Regions from separate parts of the Mus musculus genome. Here region 1 is linked to region 2. Evidence: chromatin contacts called from public HiChIP or PLAC-seq data. All regions are on one chromosome and are shown on one strand. The core of a region is the stretch at or near the end of the contact, and the rest is flanking DNA. Distances in the headings are between cores, read along the strand shown. Region 1 overlaps Abca17 (ATP-binding cassette, sub-family A (ABC1), member 17). Region 2 holds the start of Amdhd2 (amidohydrolase domain containing 2).

The links. HiChIP or PLAC-seq counts read pairs in DNA pulled down with a chosen protein or histone mark.
Region 1: an H3K27ac HiChIP or PLAC-seq map of the HPC-7 cell line shows a contact between it and region 2, with 10 times the contacts expected there. The contact joins the enhancer-like site here to the promoter of Amdhd2 in region 2. A contact is called at or near these places in 16 of 39 promoter capture datasets (the C10 cell line, the HPC-7 cell line, HPC-7-derived erythroid cells and 13 more), 2 of 15 datasets of contacts at CTCF or cohesin (the NIH/3T3 cell line and pro-B cells), 1 of 484 Hi-C or Micro-C datasets (liver), 20 of 115 datasets of contacts at active chromatin or transcription factors (the 230-238 cell line, the HPC-7 cell line, the SCID.adh cell line and 14 more) and 3 of 9 other capture datasets (adipose tissue, liver and pancreatic islet).

The regions. Positions count from the first base shown.
Region 1 is chr17:24,280,921-24,287,464 of GRCm38.p6, forward strand. It overlaps Abca17 (ATP-binding cassette, sub-family A (ABC1), member 17), which reads right to left. Exons shown (of 31, transcript NM_001031621.3): 23 at 4,696-4,854; 24 at 300-487. Among named protein-coding and RNA genes, the nearest start is that of Ccnf, 33 kb to the left of the region's middle. Within about 2 kb of position 4,956, at least 22 of the 459 cell types and tissues checked have an H3K27ac peak or open chromatin away from gene starts, as enhancers often do. A contact at or near this core is called in the HPC-7 cell line, hematopoietic stem and progenitor cells and trophoblast stem cells, where this site is marked.
Region 2 is chr17:24,159,229-24,165,742 of GRCm38.p6, forward strand. It overlaps Amdhd2 (amidohydrolase domain containing 2), which reads right to left and starts at 4,505. Exons shown (of 11, transcript NM_172935.4): 1 at 4,354-4,505; 2 at 3,968-4,104; 3 at 3,748-3,887. The coding sequence starts at 4,436. Atp6v0c (ATPase, H+ transporting, lysosomal V0 subunit C) reads right to left here. Exons shown (of 3, transcript NM_009729.4): 2 at 5,471-5,654; 3 at 4,637-5,380. The coding sequence ends at 5,176.

The sequences.
Region 1 (6,544 bases), core at 3,706-6,205, 120 kb after region 2:
AGTTATTCTAGCAAGCTAGAGTTTCATCCCTAGTCATTTGACGAGCTGGCCCTAGATACTCCCCAGGTGACCAGTATGTGGACCAGGGCCTCAGAGGCTGGGTCAGAGCGTTCTCCTCCTCTGTGGTCCCTGGGCATGGGCTGACACCTCTCTGCCTGGACATTATAAACAGATGGCTGGATGGCCTCAGGGACCCCTCTGATATGGAAACGTATAGCAAGGTAGCTAAAGAACACAGGAAGGAAGCTTAGAGCCAGACCTTGACCTGTTTTTACATGACTTTACCCCAATTAACTCACCGATTTTTCCTTCCAGAAGGAAGGGAAGAAGCCAGAGAGCCTGGATTTCAGTACATAGAATGCATTGGCTTCAGTGAGGAAAAGCATGGTGATGTACACAGGTCCTAAGACGGCCAGGGCTGTCAGGTACTTTCCTATCCCCAGAGATTCCCAGGCGTAGATGTTCTCTTGGACCACATATCCTTCTACTAATATGAAATAAGCAGATGTTAGCACACCGTTTTGGCGATTTTCAAAGGCAGTGCTCATCTTAAATATAGCAAGTAAATTCACAAAGTAGCCAATATTACCAGAGAAGCATCACTGTTAGCAATGGTTCCGCCACACCCTAGCAGAGGGTGAGCAAGAATGCCTTTGCTTGCTGCCTCTAACCTCTGTAAAAACAATGCAATGAGCTGAGCTCCATGGTTCACACCTGCAATTGCAAGTCTTAGGAAGTTAAAGTAGAACTGCCACAAACATGAGACTAGCATGGGTTACATGCAGTTCTAGGGCATCCTGTGATGTATGAGAGACTCTGTCTCAAAAACAACAATAACAACAAAAACAAACCAACAAGACAAACATCCAAAACCTTGAGACTAAATAGGGTCATGAGCCCGTGGGGGTGAGGGTGGGGGTGGGGAACTCACTGCTGTTATTCTGCTAAATGAATGTAGCAATCAAATGATCCCTCCACCCTCAGATCAATGCATTGCTCAGCCCTCGTCAGAGAGATGATGATTAGCACAGAAACCCATGCTCTGCGTGTCTGCAGAGAAGCTTGGGGCTGCTCAGCCCTAAGTGGGATGTCTGTGTGATACCCCTCTTCTCAAGGCTCAAGGCTCTAAGCCAAAGAAGGGGCAGCAAGGTTGTAAGAGCTAGAGGTGGCTGGTGGATAATTTCAAAGAAACTGCATTTTCAAGACACAGCAGGGAAGAGGCTGTGATAACCTGCACAAGGTCTCCAGGAGCTCAAGCCAGACAAAAATCCAAGCACAGAGGGGAAGTGGGCACCAAGTCCCACCCCTCACCAGGAAGCCATTTGCCCTGGATAACTGTCGGCAGGAGGAAAAGGAGTTTTCTTCAGTGGAGTAACACTGTATATCAACTACACTCCAGGGCAGGTTCCATGCCAACACAAACTGGAGCCTATTCTTGCTTGTTTTTTGTTTGTTGGTTGGTTGCTTGGTTGCTTGGTTTCTTAGTTGGTTTAAGAGAAAAAGAACCTGCGCACGCCTTTAATCCCAGCACTCGGGAGGCAGAGGCAGGCGGATTTCTGAGTTCAAGGCCAGCCTGGTCTACAAAGTGAGTTCCAGGACAGCCAGAGCTACACAGAGAAACCCTGTCTCGAAAAACCAGAAAAAAAAAAAAAAAAAAAAAAGCAAAAGAGAAAAAGAACCTGAAGTTCAGTGGGTAGAAAATGGGAGTTGGGGGAGGGGAAAGAGTAAGATTAAAATAGTTTATGAAATTCTCGAGAATAAATAAAAATATTATTTAAAACAACAACAACAAGGGGATTGTTCAAATGGCTCAGGGGCTATAGCACAGGTTGTTCTTCCATAGGACCCTGGTTTGATTTCCAGCAGCCATGTGGATGCTCAAAACTGCCTGTAATTCCAGTTCCAGGGGGATCTGATGCCCTCTTCTGGATTCTGCAAGCACTGCAGGCACACAGACATACATGCAGGCAAAAACACCCATGAAATGGAAACTTGTAGTTCCTTTAGAAAGTTTTGTCAGGTGTGTTGCTCAAGCAAACACTTGAAGGAGTGTTTTCCTGAAGCGGACACCAGGAAAAAAGATGTTTTACTAAAATAGACACGTGAAGGAGCGTTTCACTAAAGCAGACCAGGGAAAAAAGATGTTTAACTAAAGCAGACTTGTAAAGAAACAGTTTGCTGAAACAGACACATGTAAAAAGATGTTTTGCTAAAGCAAGCACATAAAAGGATGTGTAATAAAAGATTCTTCACTAACGACATGAATCTATTGGCTTGCATTACATCTGTTGTTGAGCTCTATTCTCATGACTCCACAGAGAGAAATGAATCAAAAAACTTCTCAAGAGGTTCCTGTGGCTTCTTGCTGCTTCCGAGGACTCAGGCCAATTGGCAGAGTGATGTCAGCTGATACAGACTTCCATGGAATTTTGCTAAGACGGCAGGACTCATGGAGGACATGTGATGTTTGGAGGGTATAAATAGGACTCAGTGGTCGGTGACAGGGGCTTGGCTTGCACAGCAAGCTTTGCAGCACTTCTTGGTCTTGCATCGCCTTTACTGAGAGAGGTACAGCTGAGAACTTCTCCTGGTGTCCCTCGTGGTCCTGCTGACTCGTGCTGACTCGTGCTGATGCTGCTGAGGGCCATCTGTCTCTCCTAGGCTGTGCTTCTGCTGCTGATCTGTATTTGCTATCCCAACGCTGCTAAACTGGACTGCTGGTGTATCCATAAAGTATTTACGAGTAGATCCAGCCACTGCTGGGCCCTATAAACTGAACTGCTGGTTTCCTGACAACACAGGTGGGATTTGCTCCAAAAACCAATTTCTAAATAGGTCCACTTCCCCCATATCCTAGTACTCTTTCTTTTTCACTACCTCTGGTGGGTGGTGGGTGAGAAGGGAGGTTAAAGCATCTAAGAACCATCATTAAAAGTAGGTTTAAAAAAATTTAAACACCAATACACATAAAATAAAATAAATGAAAAACAAGAAGACAATAAAAGGCTTTTCTCATTCTGTATTATATAAATATATATAATTTTTTTGTCAATTTAAAATAAGAGAGCTTGAAAATGAAGCTCAGTGATAGAGCATGTTTACGTGGTTGAGGCATTAATATTAATAAGAGATATTCCTGTATTTATATGACATCTATCTAAATCACAAAATGCTTCCATGTTTGATTGTCCTTTCAACTGTCAGCCCCCTTGCAACTGAACTGGCCCCTCATGTAGAAACATTCCAGGAGACTTGCAGGTTAGTTCAGTGGCAAAGGACTCGTTTAGCATGCAGGAGACCCTAAGGGTTTCATCAAGCACCGTGACATCATATCGAACAAAATCTGATCTGTCTTAAATGCTGTAAAGATTTGTATTTAGAAATTATACAATAAAATTATGTTCATGGAGGAAACAGAAGAGAATGGTGTAGTTATCTTTTCCATTTCCTTAAACATGGCTTAGCTTTGTGCATAGTTCTTTCATATCATTTTTAGTTTATTTATTTTATGTATATGAGTACCCTGTAGCTATATAGATGGTTGTGAGACTTCATGTGGTTGTTGGGAATTGAATTTTTTTTTAGGACCTCTGCTCGATCTGGTTGGCCCGGCTCACTCCCATCAATTCCGCTTGTTCAGTCCCTGCTTGCTCTGAACCAAAGATTTATTTATTATTATACATAAGTACATTGTAGCTGTCTTCAGACACGCCAAAAGAGGGCATCAGATCTCTTTGTGGGTGATTGTGAGCCACCATGTGGTTGCTGGGATTTGAACTCAGGACCTTTGAAAGAGCAGTCAGTGCTCTTACCCACTGAGCCAGCTCACCAGCCCTTGTCGTTGTTCTCAAATGTGTTATAACTACTATGTACATAGCATTTACAGTGTATTAAGTGTTTTAAGAAATCTAGACATAATTTAAAGTATGGATGAGAAGACTATGGTGTAGCTCAGTGGTAGAACAGTTGCATAAAATGCACAAGGCTCTGTATTAGATCCTGAGTCTCACACACACACACACACACACACACACACACACACACACACACACACACAGAGACAGAGAGATGGAGAGAGACAGAGAGACACACAGAGAGAATGTGCAGCTATGCATAGCTTTCATGCACTTGCCATGCCTTTTCACAGGAAAGGGCGAATGCTGCAATGAACTGTAGGTTGGATGGTGGCACATGCCTACAATAGGTAAATCTTTCCAAGTCCAAAGCTTGCCTGGTTTAAATAGTGAGTTCATGAACAGCCAGGGATACATAGTGAGACTTTAAGCCAAGTGGTTGTGGCACAATCCATTAATCCCAGCACTCGGGGAGGCAGAGACAGGGGTTGGGTGTGTGTGTGTGTGTGTGTGTGTGTGTGTGTGTGTGTGTGTGTGTGTGGTGGTGGTGGTGGTGGTGGTGGTGGTGGTGGTGGTGGTGTTAATCTCTGAGTTCTAGTCCAGCCTGGTCTACAAAACTAGTTCCAGGACAGCCGGGGCTACACAGAGAAACCCTGTCTCAAAAAAAAAACAAAAAAAAACAAACAAACAAAAAAAACAAACCCAAAAAACACCAAAAAACCAACCAACCAACCAAACAAAAAAACCATAGGGAGAAAAGAAAAAGAAAGAAAGGCCAAATCGTATTACACAAACCATATAAGGATAAAAATGTTCTCAGCAAATTTCACTCTTTACTCACAAACATCATTGCAGTCAATATCACTCAAGTTCTTAGCACTGCAAAACTTTTTCAGCTCAAAGTTATAGTACAAGTTGGACAAGGCCATTCCCAGGCAATGTCCAGGAAGAATTAGGAAAATATGATCCAAGGAGTCTGAGAGTTCCGTGTAGCCAAGATCTGCAATGAGAACAGAAAGCACCAATTTTACTAGCATAAGGGAAAGTGACCAGTCATCTCTCTCCTCAGTCACTTCTGGAGTCCGGACGTCACACTCTCAGGCCTCCAGACCACACTGTGGGTTCCTGACTCCTGGTGTTGACTCTCCCCACCTCTGTTCATTTAACTCTATGTTTCTTTGTTTAGTTCCTTAGATCTGCCACTTCCTTTATCCAGAGAGCACACTGTATCTGAGAAAGTCAGAGGCAGCATGGCTCCAGCAGGAAGTGCCCAGGGGTGTGGGCTGGAGGTGAGCAGACCCAGGCAGAACAGGGATGGGAGCCAGCTCTGGACTCCCTGGGGTGTTTTACCTTCCCCTGTCCTGAAGATTGAGCCTAGGGACTCGCACATGCTAGGCGAGCATTCCACCATATCCCTGGCTCCAGAGCGTCATCCTGAAGTCAGACAAGGAGTATAAGGTCCCTTCCTCCATGGTTTGTGGAGACTTAAACTGTCATAAAGGGTCCCTTAGGAGAGAGGACAACTCCCCACATCAGAGAAAAGGGACATTGTAAATCAAATTTTAAATGAAAGTAAGGAAGATGGCTGGGGAGATGGCTCAGTGGTTAAGAACACTGGTTGCTCTCCAGAGGACCTGGGTTCAAGTCTCAGCAACCACATGGTGGCTCACTGCAGTCTAATTCCGGTTCCAGGGAACCTGACACCCCTTTACCCCTTTCTGGCCTCGGTGGCTACCAGGCATGTAAGTGATGTGCATCAGATATTCATGCAAACACTTATACACAAAGCAATGTTTCTTAATCTTATGTATATGAATGTTTTGCCTGTATGCTGTCTGTTGTATGTTTGTACATCCTGGAGGCTAGAAGAGGGCATTCGATCCCCTGGGATGGGAGTCACAGACATCCGTGAGCTGTTGGGTGCTGGGAATAAAACTGGGTCCTCTTGAAGAGCAGCCAGTGAGTGGTCTTAACTCCTGACCCAGCTCACCAAGCCCCGCCTTCAAAATAAAAATTACTTTTAAAAATAAAGAAGAATGTGGAAGGGAAGGAAAATCCATCTGAAGGGGTTGTGAAATGTAAATCCAAAAGAAAAAGAGCATTGTGGGGCCAGGACATGCCCGGCAGTGAGGAGCCTTCTGCTCTTATGGAGGACTGGAGTTTAGTTCCCAGCAACCATGCCATGTCGCTCACAAACCACTGGTCCCCACAGCTCCTGGGGATCTGATAACCTCTTCAGTCCTCCATGTGAAACTCCACATATGTGCACAGACACACAGGAAAACACAGAGACGTACAGACAGTCATATAATAAATCCTAATAAAAAGTGGAGGTAAAAAAAAGAAAAAAAAGAAAAAAAGAAAAAAAAAAGTGGAGGTAACATTTAGGCTCTTTTGTCCCACCCTGACCCATTTGTGGTAGCATAAACAGAAGCTGTCAGTTTCAAGTATGTGTTGTAAATAATGGCTGGATCTTAGTTTCTTTTACAAGAGCTCTTCCTCCCATGTTGACTAATTCATTTACATATTCACTTTTTTTTTTAAAGTAAGGAACATTACATTTTAGTGAAATGCATGGATCACAGGTGGACAGTGATTCGTAAGTATGTAAATCCACATAAACTAGTGTCCGGTCCAAGATCAGGAACATCCTTTACCCCCCAAAGCTCTCCGGTGTGTTATTTCTATCG
Region 2 (6,514 bases), core at 3,255-5,754:
TTAGCAGCACCTACTTGGCCCTTGGAGATGGCCCAGTATAATCATAACCCTCCTTTCAGACCCTCAGGCGACACCCTCTGTACTGGTTGGTTTTGTGTGTCAACTTGATACAAGCTGGATTTATCACAAGAAAAGGAGCTTCAGTTGAGGAAATGCCTCCTGAGATCCAGCTGTAAGGCATTTTTCTCAATTAATGATCAAGGGGGAAGGGCCCCTTGTGTGTGGGACCATCTCTGGGCTGCTTGTCTTGGGTTCTATAAGAAAGCAAGCTGAGCCGGGCGTGGTGGTGCACTCCTTTAATCCCAGCAGAGGCAGGCGGATTTCTGAGTTTGAGGCCAGCCTGGTCTACAGAGTGAGTTCCAGGACAGCCAGGGCTATACAGAGAAACCCTGTCTCGAAAGATAGGAGGCACAGCACTGCTTTTAACTCTAGAGAAGCTTTGTGTAGTGGAGTGCATCTGTTGTCCCCATACAGGAGATCGTCTGAACCCAGGAGTTAGAGATCAGTCTACAGTAAAGCAAGACGCTCTCCCAAAATAAAAAGGGTGCAGGTCACTGGATCCTAGTAGTTTGGGGCTTGGAGACTTACTGCACTGGTAGAGCACCTATTTAGCATGTACAAGGCCCTGAGTGCAATCCCTCAGCACCATAGACGAAAGTTTAGGGTGTTTTTTTTTTGTTGTTTTGTTTTGTTTTTTCAAGACAGGGTTTCTCTGTGTAGCCCTGGCTGTCCTGAAACTCACTCTGTAGACCAGGCTGGACTTGAACTCAGAAATCCACCTGCCTCTGCCTCCCAAGTGCTGGATTAAAGGTGTGCACCACCACGCCCGGCGAAAGTTTAGTTTACGAGTGCTTGCATATGTTTGTAAAGCCACGTGCTTGCCTGGTTCCTGTAGAACCAGAGGGAGTGGCAAATTCCCTGAAACTGGAGTTACAGGCAGTTATGAGCCACATGATATGGGTGTTGGGAACCAAAGCTGAGTCCTTTGCAAGAGCAAGTGTTCTTAGCTGTTTGCCAGCCCCAAACACACATTTTCTTACCTTCACCTCTAATCCAAACCGTGGATCAGGAAAACAAAGGTATAGCTAGGAGTGGTGGCACAGGCCCTTAATCTCAGCACTCAGAAGGTAGAGACAAGCTGGCCTCTGTGGTTCTAGGGCAGCCTGGTCTGTACAGTGAGTTCCAGGATAGCCAGGGCTACCCAAAGAGACCCTATCTCAAAAACAAACAAACAGACAGACAGACAGACAGACAGAGAATAAAGACAAGGCTAAAAGGATGGCTGAGTGCTTAAGAGCATGTACTACTCTGACGCAGAGGACTGGATTCAGTTCTCAGTACTCACATATTCACATGCAGACATACAAACCTACATAGAATTAAAAATGATTAATCTTCAAAGAAGCAGCAGCAGCCGCCACCACCAGATGACTTAGTATCTTAAAAACCAAGCAAAGAGCCAGGCATGATATTATGTGAGAGGCTGAGACAAAGGGCCAGCCTCAATTACAAAAACAATCTGGACTCTTTGAGACCTTGACTCAAAGCAAATTAAAAAACAAACAAACAAACAAACAAACACCAGGCAAAATGGCTGAGTGGGTAAAACGCACTTGCCAACAAGCTATCTCATGACCTGAGTTTAATTCTCAGGATCCAAAGGATGGAAGGAGAGCTATGATGCCCACAAGTTGTCTTGACATCTGCTTGCATACCATGCACTGCATGCATGCAGGCCCACATAGGTTTTCGTGCTCACACACACACTCACTCACACACTCACATACACACAATTTTCTAGAAGAGCACTTTGAAAGGCAAAGTGAGAGCATGCAGCAGAAACGAGATAAATGAGGCTGGAGAGGAAGGTAATGATGAATCAGGGGTGGGCAGGGTGGCAGACATCCTGTCTGAGGTGCCTGACCTTCATCAGCTAACAGATCTGAAGCAGAAAATCATCTGAAGCCATCAGATCTGTCTATGTCTGAAGCATAGGCTAGAAGAGTAAATCTTAGAGAAAGAGCAGGTGGTTTCAATGAACCGGATCTTGATGAAGATACCCAAGTAGTAGCTGGGCAAGTGAGCAAGCCCCTCAGTGAGAAGGGCCCTGGAGGAATTAGGAGACATAGTAGGGAGGGTGTTTGAGGGTAGGTCTCCTGATGTCTAATGCAACGGGGTATTTCGTTTTTAAACTCAAGGCTGCCCAGTCTCAGCCATCACCTCCTACCTGCTTCCCAAGGCCTTTAGTCTAAAAGTGTTTTCTGAGAGTCTGTGAGGTAGCTGGACTACAGTGGGGCACCAGGGTGAAAAACCTTAGGACTATTCCTACTAAGGGAGAACCCCAGCCTTGCACCTTGCCAGTTGAGCCTGCTGCATGAGGAAAACACAGCGGTGGAGAAGGGGCGTGGGGGCAGGGCTCACAGGAGCAAGGCCTTCCGGGAAGCGCCCAGGAGGACCTGGCACACTTATAGCTGCTGGAATGTGCCTGAGGGGAAAGAGAAGCAGCTTAGCTTAGCAAGGGAATGGTAGTAGGGGGCACATCCTGACACCTGTCACCTTGATAGACGACTCTGGGTTTTGCCAGAGATCAGCTGGGAGAACCAAGTACCTTTCTGCAGTAGGACCATAGGTTGCCCTTGTAACCGTGGAGCACTGTGGGAGAGTTCCAGAAAGACATCCCTTGTTGACATTCAAGGAATGCTTGACATTGTCAACCACCCACTGACTGTTCTCACTCTCCATTTAATGAAACTGAGACTCAGAAGTAAGGTTGTCTTGAGTCTTCCAAGGGTGGCAAGTCAAGGGGCCAGAGTGACGCCTATGCAGCCCAGGGCACAGCCCACACTCAATACCCACAGTTCCCTCCTCTGCTTCTGTGTCTACACAACCAGAAAGGAAGCCACGGGCAACCACACACTCCCTGATCCTGTCCTGGAAGAAAAACTGGCTGCGGCGATTGACAACAGGAACAGAGAAAATCCATTCGAGTATGGATAACAGCATTCATTTACTAAATTCGTCAACTGTGTTGCATAAGAGAATACCACGTTTTTAAAGCAAGAGTTCAGGTCTAAGGGATAAACCCGCAGAGAACACATGAAGACAGCAACCTAAACAAGCTTCCTTAAAACTGGGAAAACTAGCCTGGCGTGGTGGCACACGCCTTTAATCCCAGCACTCGGGAGGCAGAGGCAGGCAGATTTCTGAGTTTGAGGCCAGCCTGGTCTACAAAGTGAGTTCCAGGACAGCAAGGTCTATACAGAGAAACCCTGTCTCGAAAAAACAAACAAACAAACAAAAACCGGGAAAACTGTGGGAGAACCTTACATGAAATTTGGAACAAGACAACAGACCTCCTGCTAAGATAGAAGGTGGAAGGGTGAGGACAGAAGCCAGTCCACAGCAACAGCAGCTCTTTCTGAAAGGCTTTTTCATGTGAGTCACACAGCATAAGCAGGTTAGGGAGGAAGAGCTAGACAAGAGACAATGGCTGTGGCAGAATTCCAGGCGACCTTAGTTCAGGAGACCCAGAGGCTGCCTACAGGGCGTTGGGAGGGCGTGGCAGATGAGAACCGGGGCAGGAAACGTGAGGACAACCGCACTGGCAGTTGCAGAGACCAGGCAGAACCCAACTGAAAGTGAGGCGGATCCCCCTCGGACCCAAGTCCAGGAAGCCCAGATTCGGGTGAAGGAAGTGGTCCTTTCCTGAGGGCCCCTTTGCTCAGGGGTAGAACGGCCTCATCTCACCTTGTGATAAACCTCTGGTGGGGAGGTGACCAGGGTGGGACAGAAGGAGGTGACACCGTGGGACAGGAGCCTCCGGGCCACTAGGGCGACCCCCGAACCCACGTCCTCCGTAGCCTTGGAGAAGTCAACACCAAATCCACCTGTGGCCACAGAAAACAAGGGGGGTAGCACAGTGCTCGGAGCTCCTGCCCTGGGTTCCCTGGCCCGAGCCAGGCCGCACCGTTGATCTGCACATCGATAAAGCCAGGCGCCAGGATGCGGCCTCCGCAGTCCCGCTGCTCATCAGCCACACGCCTCTCCTCAAAAAACAGCTTTTCTGGGTCCAGGATTCGGCCCCCGCGCACCCACAGATCCTCCCTGAGGGCAGAGTAGTAGGCACTTGGATCACCACCAGGCCCTGGAACCAAACCCTAGTTCTATCTCGCACCCAGCTTGTCCCTGCACCCACTATTCTTCTTGGTCCCGGCCACACACCCACGATAGTCCCGCCCTCCACATTCCTGCCCCTTTCAGGGCTTATGCCCTACACTATCCCCATCTCTGCACCCCGCACTGGCGTATCATCAGCTCTATACCCAGCCTAAGCCTGCACCATGCAGCCCAGACCTGAGGAGCGTGCCGCCACGCAGGATGCGGCAGTTGGTGAACTGGAGCACCGGGGCCCCCGCTGCGCACTGCCCGCTACGCATCGTGAGTCGCGCCGAACCCAGCAAGCTTTGGGCGCAAGCCGGCAGAGCCCGGAGCAGCCGTAATCGGAAGCGGGGCCAGGTCGCATCACGTGACTCTCAGCTGAAGGGGCTGTCACGTGGCCGCGGTGCTCACGTGGTGGCGACCACATGATGACAAACCCTGCCAGGCCCGCCCACAGAAGCGCCAGAACACAAGCCAGTCACATCCGAGAACTTTTATTGGACACAGCTGGGAGCCAGCTCTGAGGAGCAGTAGCACTCTATCCTCCACCCTGGCTGTTCAGGGCAGGGGGAAGGGTGGCTCCATCCAAGGAGTCTCAGCAACAGGAACCCCACAAGGCAACAGTCTACTAATGATTACTATATAGTTGGGAGACAGGAGCTGCTCCACAGACGCATGAATAGGTCAAATCTTTTATAAATAAACATCCAGTGAAGAGAAAAATGACAACTCTAGTTCATTCTTATACACAGGAGCACTCTAGGGCGATGGGTGGGGTAACCAGAGGCTGACTTCGTCACTGGTCAGGGGCCTGGGTGGGAGATGAGTGGGCCCGTATGTCCACAGCACGGTGCAGTAGGGGCAAGGCGGGGGCGACAGACAATGGGCACTAGGACACTGCACATTTACAAGACCAACTACTGAGGGGCAGCTGCCCGTGCATGTGTCAGGCTGTTCGTTCTGGAATGAGGAGGGGTGATCTTTACATCCTATCCTGTGACTGATGGTGGAAAAGGACTACTTTGTGGAGAGGATTAGGGCCACGATGAGACCGTAGAGGCCAAGCACCTCCGCAAAGATGAGGATCAGGATCATGCCCACGAACAGTCGAGGCTGCTGGGCAGTGCCCCGAACACCAGCATCTCCGACGATGCCAATGGCAAAGCCAGCAGCCAGGCCACTCAGCCCCACACTCAGGCCAGCACCCAGTTGAAGAAAACTCCTGGGGAGAGAAGAGACACAGGTTGTCAGCAATCTGCCTGTCCACAGGACAATGAAGCACTTCACCTGGGAGGAAAGGCCCAGCACTCACCTGTAGAGGGTGATGCCATCAGTCAGGGAGTTAGCGATAAGTACTGCCACCACCAGGCCGTAGATGGCGATGATCCCAGCCATAACCACTGGGATGATGGACTTCATGATCAGCTCTGGCCTCATGACTGACATGGCTGCGATGCCAGTGCCACTCTTGGCTGTGCCATAGGCGGCTCCCATGGCTGTGGGAGGAGAGAGTAAGTGAGCCCAGAGCAGCTTTTTCCATTCTGCTCCCCAGGTTCCCACCCATTACAAGAACTGAGGCGGGCAGCCAAGCAAGAGCAGCAGCCACTTCTCTTCCCACTAGCAGAGCCATACCTCCAACCTCCTGCTCTACTTCCGCCTGCAGTTCTTCCTGTGGTCATGGGGGCTCGTTTGCTGTGAAACCAGACTTTGTTCCCTAGCACTCCCCTTCCCTAGCTTGTGATCTCTGGCAACATAGTCACGTGGAAGAGGCGGCTGGGCCAAGGAGAGCCTTGCTCGAGACTCTGGCAATCCCTGTCCCACACCCTAAGCTCCAGGCACTTCCAGCATAAGAGCTACATGTCAGCTGCCCAGAGGCCACTCCAGTGTCAATCAGTTCCTGCCTAGAGTCTGCCTACAGTGGGGCCTTCAAGCCTTCCCAGACAGGACAACAGAGTTATATCTGTTTCTTCTGGTACTGCCCCCCCACTTCAACCTCTCCAAGAGAGACTGCTACCCTTCCGGACTTTGTTTCCCTCTCCTATCTTCAGGTCTTGAACTCCAATTCTTCTCATTTCTGCCACTTGTCCTCAGACCCTATAAGAAATATTGAGCTACTAATATGGCTGACACTGGAGCCTCCAAAATCTTTGCCCAGGGCACCCATGGCCATTGTGGGGGAAGTTGTGCATAACCCAATACACAGAAAACAACATGGGCCAGAGGTAAAAGAGACATGAACAGCTCCAGCCCCTCCTCTATATGACTTATGGATCTCACGGAACCACAAGATGTCTACTGTGTGCCCATCACTGAGTAGGGAAAGAGTCAGAGACCTCTGCCTTCTCAGAGCTCAGGA